Regions from separate parts of the Bombyx mori genome. Here region 2 is linked to region 1. The links are chromatin contacts, called in public Hi-C maps. All regions are on one chromosome and are shown on one strand. The core of a region is the stretch at or near the end of the contact, and the rest is flanking DNA. Distances in the headings are between cores, read along the strand shown.

Evidence for each region. Hi-C and Micro-C count contacts between places; a contact is called where the count stands out from the background.
Region 2: a contact with region 1 is called in a Hi-C map of middle silk gland, with 1.6 times the contacts expected there. The contact joins the promoter of LOC110384711 here to the enhancer-like site in region 1. A contact is called at or near these places in 2 of 7 Hi-C or Micro-C datasets (middle silk gland and whole pupa).

What each region holds. Positions count from the first base shown.
Region 1 is chr20:6,181,197-6,184,416 of ASM3026992v2, reverse strand. LOC101742588 reads right to left here. Exons shown (of 15, transcript XM_012689699.4): 10 at 2,768-2,846; 11 at 1,997-2,141; 12 at 614-1,518. Among protein-coding and RNA genes, the nearest start is that of LOC134200752, 7.2 kb to the left of the region's middle. Within about 2 kb of position 1,291, at least 3 of the 8 cell types and tissues checked have open chromatin away from gene starts, as enhancers often do.
Region 2 is chr20:6,320,906-6,323,862 of ASM3026992v2, reverse strand. LOC110384711 reads right to left here and starts at 1,688. Exons shown (of 11, transcript XM_062674354.1): 1 at 1,360-1,688.

The DNA of each region.
Region 1 (3,220 bases), core at 42-2,541:
ATTCTTTGCTGGCTTCATCCTACACATTTTTGTATTTGTGTCTCTTACCTGTCGTTTTTTCCGTTGCATCCGGTTTGAAATCACAACGATTCTAAAGAAGTTTTCACTTCAAAAAAATAAAAAAATAAAAAGTTTTCGAAAAGCCTAGAGCGGCGTACTCTTTCTGTTACTAAAAAAAAATTAGTTTTCGAAAAGCCTCACTTCCTTTGATGACGAAATAGGTTTTAATCCTTTGACTGCCATGTAGGTCACCGGTGCCCTACGCGGCGCACTGATATAATTATGTCTGTTACTAAGACTCCTGGATTGCCTAACCCTTTGCCTTCTTTTGTTGGTTAATGTATGCCTTAGTCTTTTAGGTGTGATAAAATAGTATTCTCAGTATTGATTCGGATTTATCTTTCCCAGTTCTACTAGATATTCCGGCGCTTTAGTAACAGAAATCGACATGATTACTTCAGGGCGCCGCGTAGGGCACCCGTGGCCTACACAGCAATCAAATGGTTAATTTAAATAATACTATTTTGCAATTGGCCACAGATAACATATTAATTTAAAAAGTAGTTTGTTAAACGGAAGGGAATATAAATATTTTTTTAAGTACAAAACTTACCCATACGGGGGTCCCCATTGACAGCACACTTGTCTATTGCAGCCCTCCAAATAATGGGGCGCCAATAATATCTCAGGAGTCCTGCACCTCTGCATTTTCCTGATCTGTTCCATTTTCTTTCCGGGCAACCCTGAATACACGAACCTTTCACAGTTCTGGCCATACTGCGCACCGCTCTCGTTATAACTCCGCATATTATCTATGGTCTGGACGTTCGATAAAGCGTTATGCAAGGCGGACGCGTACTCGTCTTTCCCTTCGTACTTGTACTGATTGTTTTCGCAGTAACCGGAATATTCTCCTAATTGTCTATGCTCCTCGCTGTACAGGCCGTTTCGGGGTTTGTCTATGGCGTCGTAGTTAGTACTGGCGACGTCGGCTATGTAGTTCCCGGGACTATTGAGGGTCCTGGGACTGGCGCAGTTGCTGTCGTAGGTCCTGTTGTCGATATAGTTCGGTGAACGCAGCGGCGGTCTGCCCTCGCTCCTGGCACCGGCCGGACTCTCATAGAACGTTCTGTTTTCGTATCGATTCTGTATCCTCCTCATCTTTAGATCGTTCGCGTCCTCATTGTTCTGTGCGCCGAAGTCTTGTTTATCCGTGTAGGCAGGGTAGAGGCCGCAGTTGTGAGGCAGCACCGGGTAGTTCTGGTAGGAGTGCGTGAGTTCTATGGAGGGCCAGGGCGGGGGCTCGGCGTGCGTCTTCGCCCTCGGTATCGGTTGCCTCTGGAGGCTGCTGTAGATCTCCTCGGCGGCGACGGGCGTCGTCTTGGCGAGCTTGCCCTGTTTGATCTCCTCCTCTATGACGCGCAGTTCGGCGAGCTGCTTTTGTTTCTTCTCCTGTAACTTTTGCTGTATGTTGACGCGGGATCCGACGCTTGATCCCTCGTTCTCCGACGAGCCTCCCTGTTAGGAAAGCACGTTATACTGTGTTACTATATCAAAAAAATTATTTACATGTATCGATTACATGTGTCGATTTTTGTTTGTCAATTTGTTTTTATTTATCGATCTAAATATGAATAAGGACCCCGCCGGTTATTCGCGGTAGAAATAAACAGGACATTGTAGCAATGGCGGTGGAGGAGCATGATGATGATGCTTACGTATGATGAAGATTACGATGTCTGTACTAAAACATTCCGATCTGCTGCTGAATGTGTTGGTAGAGTATTTTTTTTGGGTGGATTTGTATGTAATTAATCATTAATATTGTTTGTTTTTAATATTATTTATCTATAGTGCAGCTTTGGCGAACACTGTGATTATATTATCGAATTATAATAGTGTTTGACAATAGAACCATAATATTACTTGACGCTGGCTAATGCACAAACCGTGCCGGAGCTAAAAAATAAAGAAGAAGAAACTGTGGTGTACTGACGTGATGTGGATGTGCGCCGGCCAGCGGGCGTCTCCAGAAGGCGGCAGAGGAGTGCGCGGGGAGGGGCGCGGGGTGAGCCGCGGGGGGGTGCGCGGGGGGAGGCACGAACGACGTCGGCTTCTTCTTCTTACGGCCGTTTGCTGCACTAAACCAACACGCGCCATTATAGTCGTCTTCGGCGACGGAACCCAACAAACATTCAAAGATATCAGAAAGAAAAGGTTGTATCTCCACTATTTTAAATTTGTCCTTATCAATCAATATGTTGAAAAGATACTTCGAATATTGTATAGTTTTTGTCATGAAAGGAACAAAAATTAAATTAAAATTTAAAACATGTGTTAATATATGTTTTTTTGAATTTAAAATTAAAACCTAAAAAAAAAATCTTTTAATCATATTCACAGTCGCCGGACATAACAGAAAATGTTATTATTTATAGTGCCGATGAAGTTCTATTGTATTAATTACATTATAACAAATTATTAATTAACGAATCAATAATTTTACATTACATTGACGGGTTCACTTAATACCGTCAAATTTCCATTGCGTAATCAATTTATTTGATATGAACTAATGTGATTGTAACTATACTGAGACCTTAGAACTTATATCGCAATATGGGTGGCGCATTTACGTTGTAGATGTCTATGGGCTCCAGTAACCACTTCACACTAGGTGAGCTTTGAGCTCATTCACCCATCTAAGCAATAAGAAAAAACTTGTTAAATTTGCAAAAATTGTTTTAATCTAGGCAAATTTACTTACCTATTATTAACTGGGTTGGTAAAACGGCAGTTAAAAACACCTGGTATCGCCACATTGTCTCCGGGACTGGACGGTTTACCTGACAAGTAATGAAACAAAAACAAAGAATTGTTTTAGTGAAACTGACCTTTAAAAGCACTTTACAGTGTAATTAAAACTAATTTTACAATTTATTATCTTGCGTTTTTTATTATCAATAAATTATTTCGAACGCTTCGTTTACGTTACAGTACCCGACGATAAATACTGCACATCGGTTTTTGGAAAGAGACAATCGGCTAATTTCGTCTTCGTAGCGTGTTGTCTCTGTCTCGCAAGACATTTCAATAGTACAACTTTACATTACCGCATTCGAACAACGACTGAAAAAGGTAATAAGTAGTGTGCGACAGAGATAGTGCGCCTCTTTCTGTCTCGGTGGACATGGACGGACAATAAAAAAAAAGCGAGATT
Region 2 (2,957 bases), core at 439-2,938, 140 kb before region 1:
TTTAATTAAAAAAAAATTACCAGGGGGATCTGCAGCTTGGTGATGGTGCAGTGGTAAGCCCTTACAACCCTCCCTCCTCGACTCAAAAATAATGGACCATAATTGAAATTTTAACGCTTTTTTTTTATTGCTAGATGAGTGGACGAGCCCACCTGGTGTTAAGTGGTTACTGGAGCCCATAGACATTTACGACGTAAATGCGCCACCCACCTTGAGATATAACTTCTAAGGTCTCAGTATAGTTACAACGGCTGCCCCACCCTTCAAACCGAAACGCATTACTGCTTCACGGCAGAAATAGGCAGGGTGGTGATACCCAACCGCGCGGACTCACAAGTGGTCCTACCACCAGTAATTACGCAAATTATAATTTTGCGGGTTTCATTTTTATTACACGACGTTATTCCTTCACAGTGGAAGTCAATCGTGAACATTTGCTGAATACGTATTTCGTTAGAAAAATTGATACCCGCCTGAGATTCAAACACCGACGCATCGCTCAACACGAATGCATCGGACGTCTTATCCGTTAGGCCACGACAACTTTTAAACGACTATGTTGACTAAATAGTGCTATTTTAACTTCAAAACATTAACCGTGGAGATCTTTATAACCATGGAGCTCCGCGGAGTGGGTATAGTGCAGGGGGTTAGCCCTTACTCCCCCCTCCCTCCTTTATTTTGACTAAATAGTGCTATTTTAACCTCAAAACATTAACCGTGAATATCTTCATAACCATGGGGTTCCGCGGGGTGGGAATGATGCAGGGGGTAAACCCAACCCAAAAATCGACAGACCATAGAGGAAAGTTTAACCAAATGATAAACAATATTATATGTTGATGGTGAACTATAATGGTGTTTATAACTTATCATTTGGTATAGATAATAATGACAGTTTAGACAATATTGATAATAATGAAGATGGTAGTTGCTTCTTCAGTAATAGAAAGTAAATGAAAACTAAAAAATCTAAGTCTAGTAACTAAACATTCATTGATGACAAGTCATTGATGTGGTAGAGTAGTATGATGTGATAGAGTTAACATTTTCTTTTACATTTTGACATTCAACAAGTGTGTTTTTGATGACATCCAAGTTGAAATAAATGATTTTGAATTTGAATTTGAATAACATTCAGTTTACTTTCCACGCTCAAATAAATTGATAATGCAATCAAGGATTTCATAATATTGTAATTGTTGCAATCATACAAAGCTATTCTTAGCTACACAAAAAGTAAATTGCGGAAATTGTAAGTTAGGTAGTTTGTTAAATAAGTTGACGATATTCCTACCAATAAAATAGCAATTATGAATTAGTTAAAAGTTTGCAGATACAGAAGAATCCTTCACTCACAATCAAAAATGCCATGAGAACCAGAGGTCTGGTTCATTACAGTCATATATAATACGCCTATTATTTAAGAGTTACAATCATAACTTTGTAAAGAAACCCAGCACTAAACATCAAAGACGTCAATTTCTCACTGATTTAATTTTCACTATGTTTTCACTACATTCGATTCTGACGTTGGATTGCTCGAAACTACATGTTACATTCATAATATACTTATTTCGTAAATATTGCAATTTTATCATGTAAGTAGGTGCATGAAATCGAAATTTTATTAAAAATTGACTTTGTTATTTAATTTTGTTGATCTGACATTTTTTTAAATTTGATTTGAGGCAAAGGGAACATGGCCCATAATACATATCTTTTGAAACAAATATCGATTTTGGTTCATTCTGAGCTCTTTCAGACACTAAGTCCTTAGTAAGATTTACAAACACTGCAAAATTGCATACGTTCCACATGACCTATACAAGTGTAAGATTCACTAATGCGGCCTACACGCACTTGAATTCTCTTCAGGTCAACCAATCGCGCTTTTGCCCGATATCTGTTAGAGCAACATGATACGCCAGGAATAAAGTTTCACGACGATACTGCATTAGTTACACGAGCATCTGAAGACGGCGTCAGAAAGTTTCTTAGAGAAAGCGGCCCTTTGCGATAATCCTCTTAATGTAGTAGTAGTAACCAGTGGATGAGAAACTTAGTGAAGTTTCTTCGCCGGATCTTCTGAGGGTCGCGGAACTGATCCAATGATTGGAGATGATAGATTCAGCGATTTGGCTAGTGGTAGAATGTCCTCCAAGGATTAGCCCCTACCCTAGAGGACCTCACCTACTAGTTAAGGCTACGCTGAAAATTACTGAAGGGTTGAATGATTTTTCCAGAATATGAGTAATGTAGCTTAAAATAACTATGCATTCTCCACTAAAAACACTTGCCTCAACAGGTAATTTATGTAAACTCCAAACTTTAGCAGTTGCATTAAGAAAAGCAGCGCCCACGTTCCTACTCGAATTCAATTTTGATGCATCAGTGTAAAATGTATATACCAGCCAGGCAATTTCTCAGTAACAATTTTATAAGAAATTAGAATTAATATCAAAGTTGTTTTCATTTAAGCCAATATCTTGTACAATTTTAGGGACGTGGTAGAGAGCATTAAGCAGTGTCTCATAAATTGTTAGCATATTAGATTACACAGCTGATGTCGAGAGGAATGTAATTTTTTCCAAGCTTTTAAGAAGGAAGGGCCAATTTTTATTTCTCTAATATTAGTTTATACTGATATTAGTAAAATTTAACAGTGGAGTCTAAAAGTTCGGCGACTTTTGAAATAGCCATATCAGGAGTGGGCGTCAGGAAGATGGTCTTTTTGTAAGAAATAAGGTGGGTATGTATTATCTTGTGTAGTTTGGTCTAACAGGTTTGGATGGGGCGATAAAGGAGTTATTTTACTGCGTTAGCATAAGGTCGTCTGATAGGTGCTAAGCGGTTAGAGGCTTCTTGGAATGATATGTTTTCAGCGGACATAAGTGTTTTGATTTGATATTGTCGCATGTATTCCGGGCTCGTTTTGTCAAGGGCCGAGTGATTAG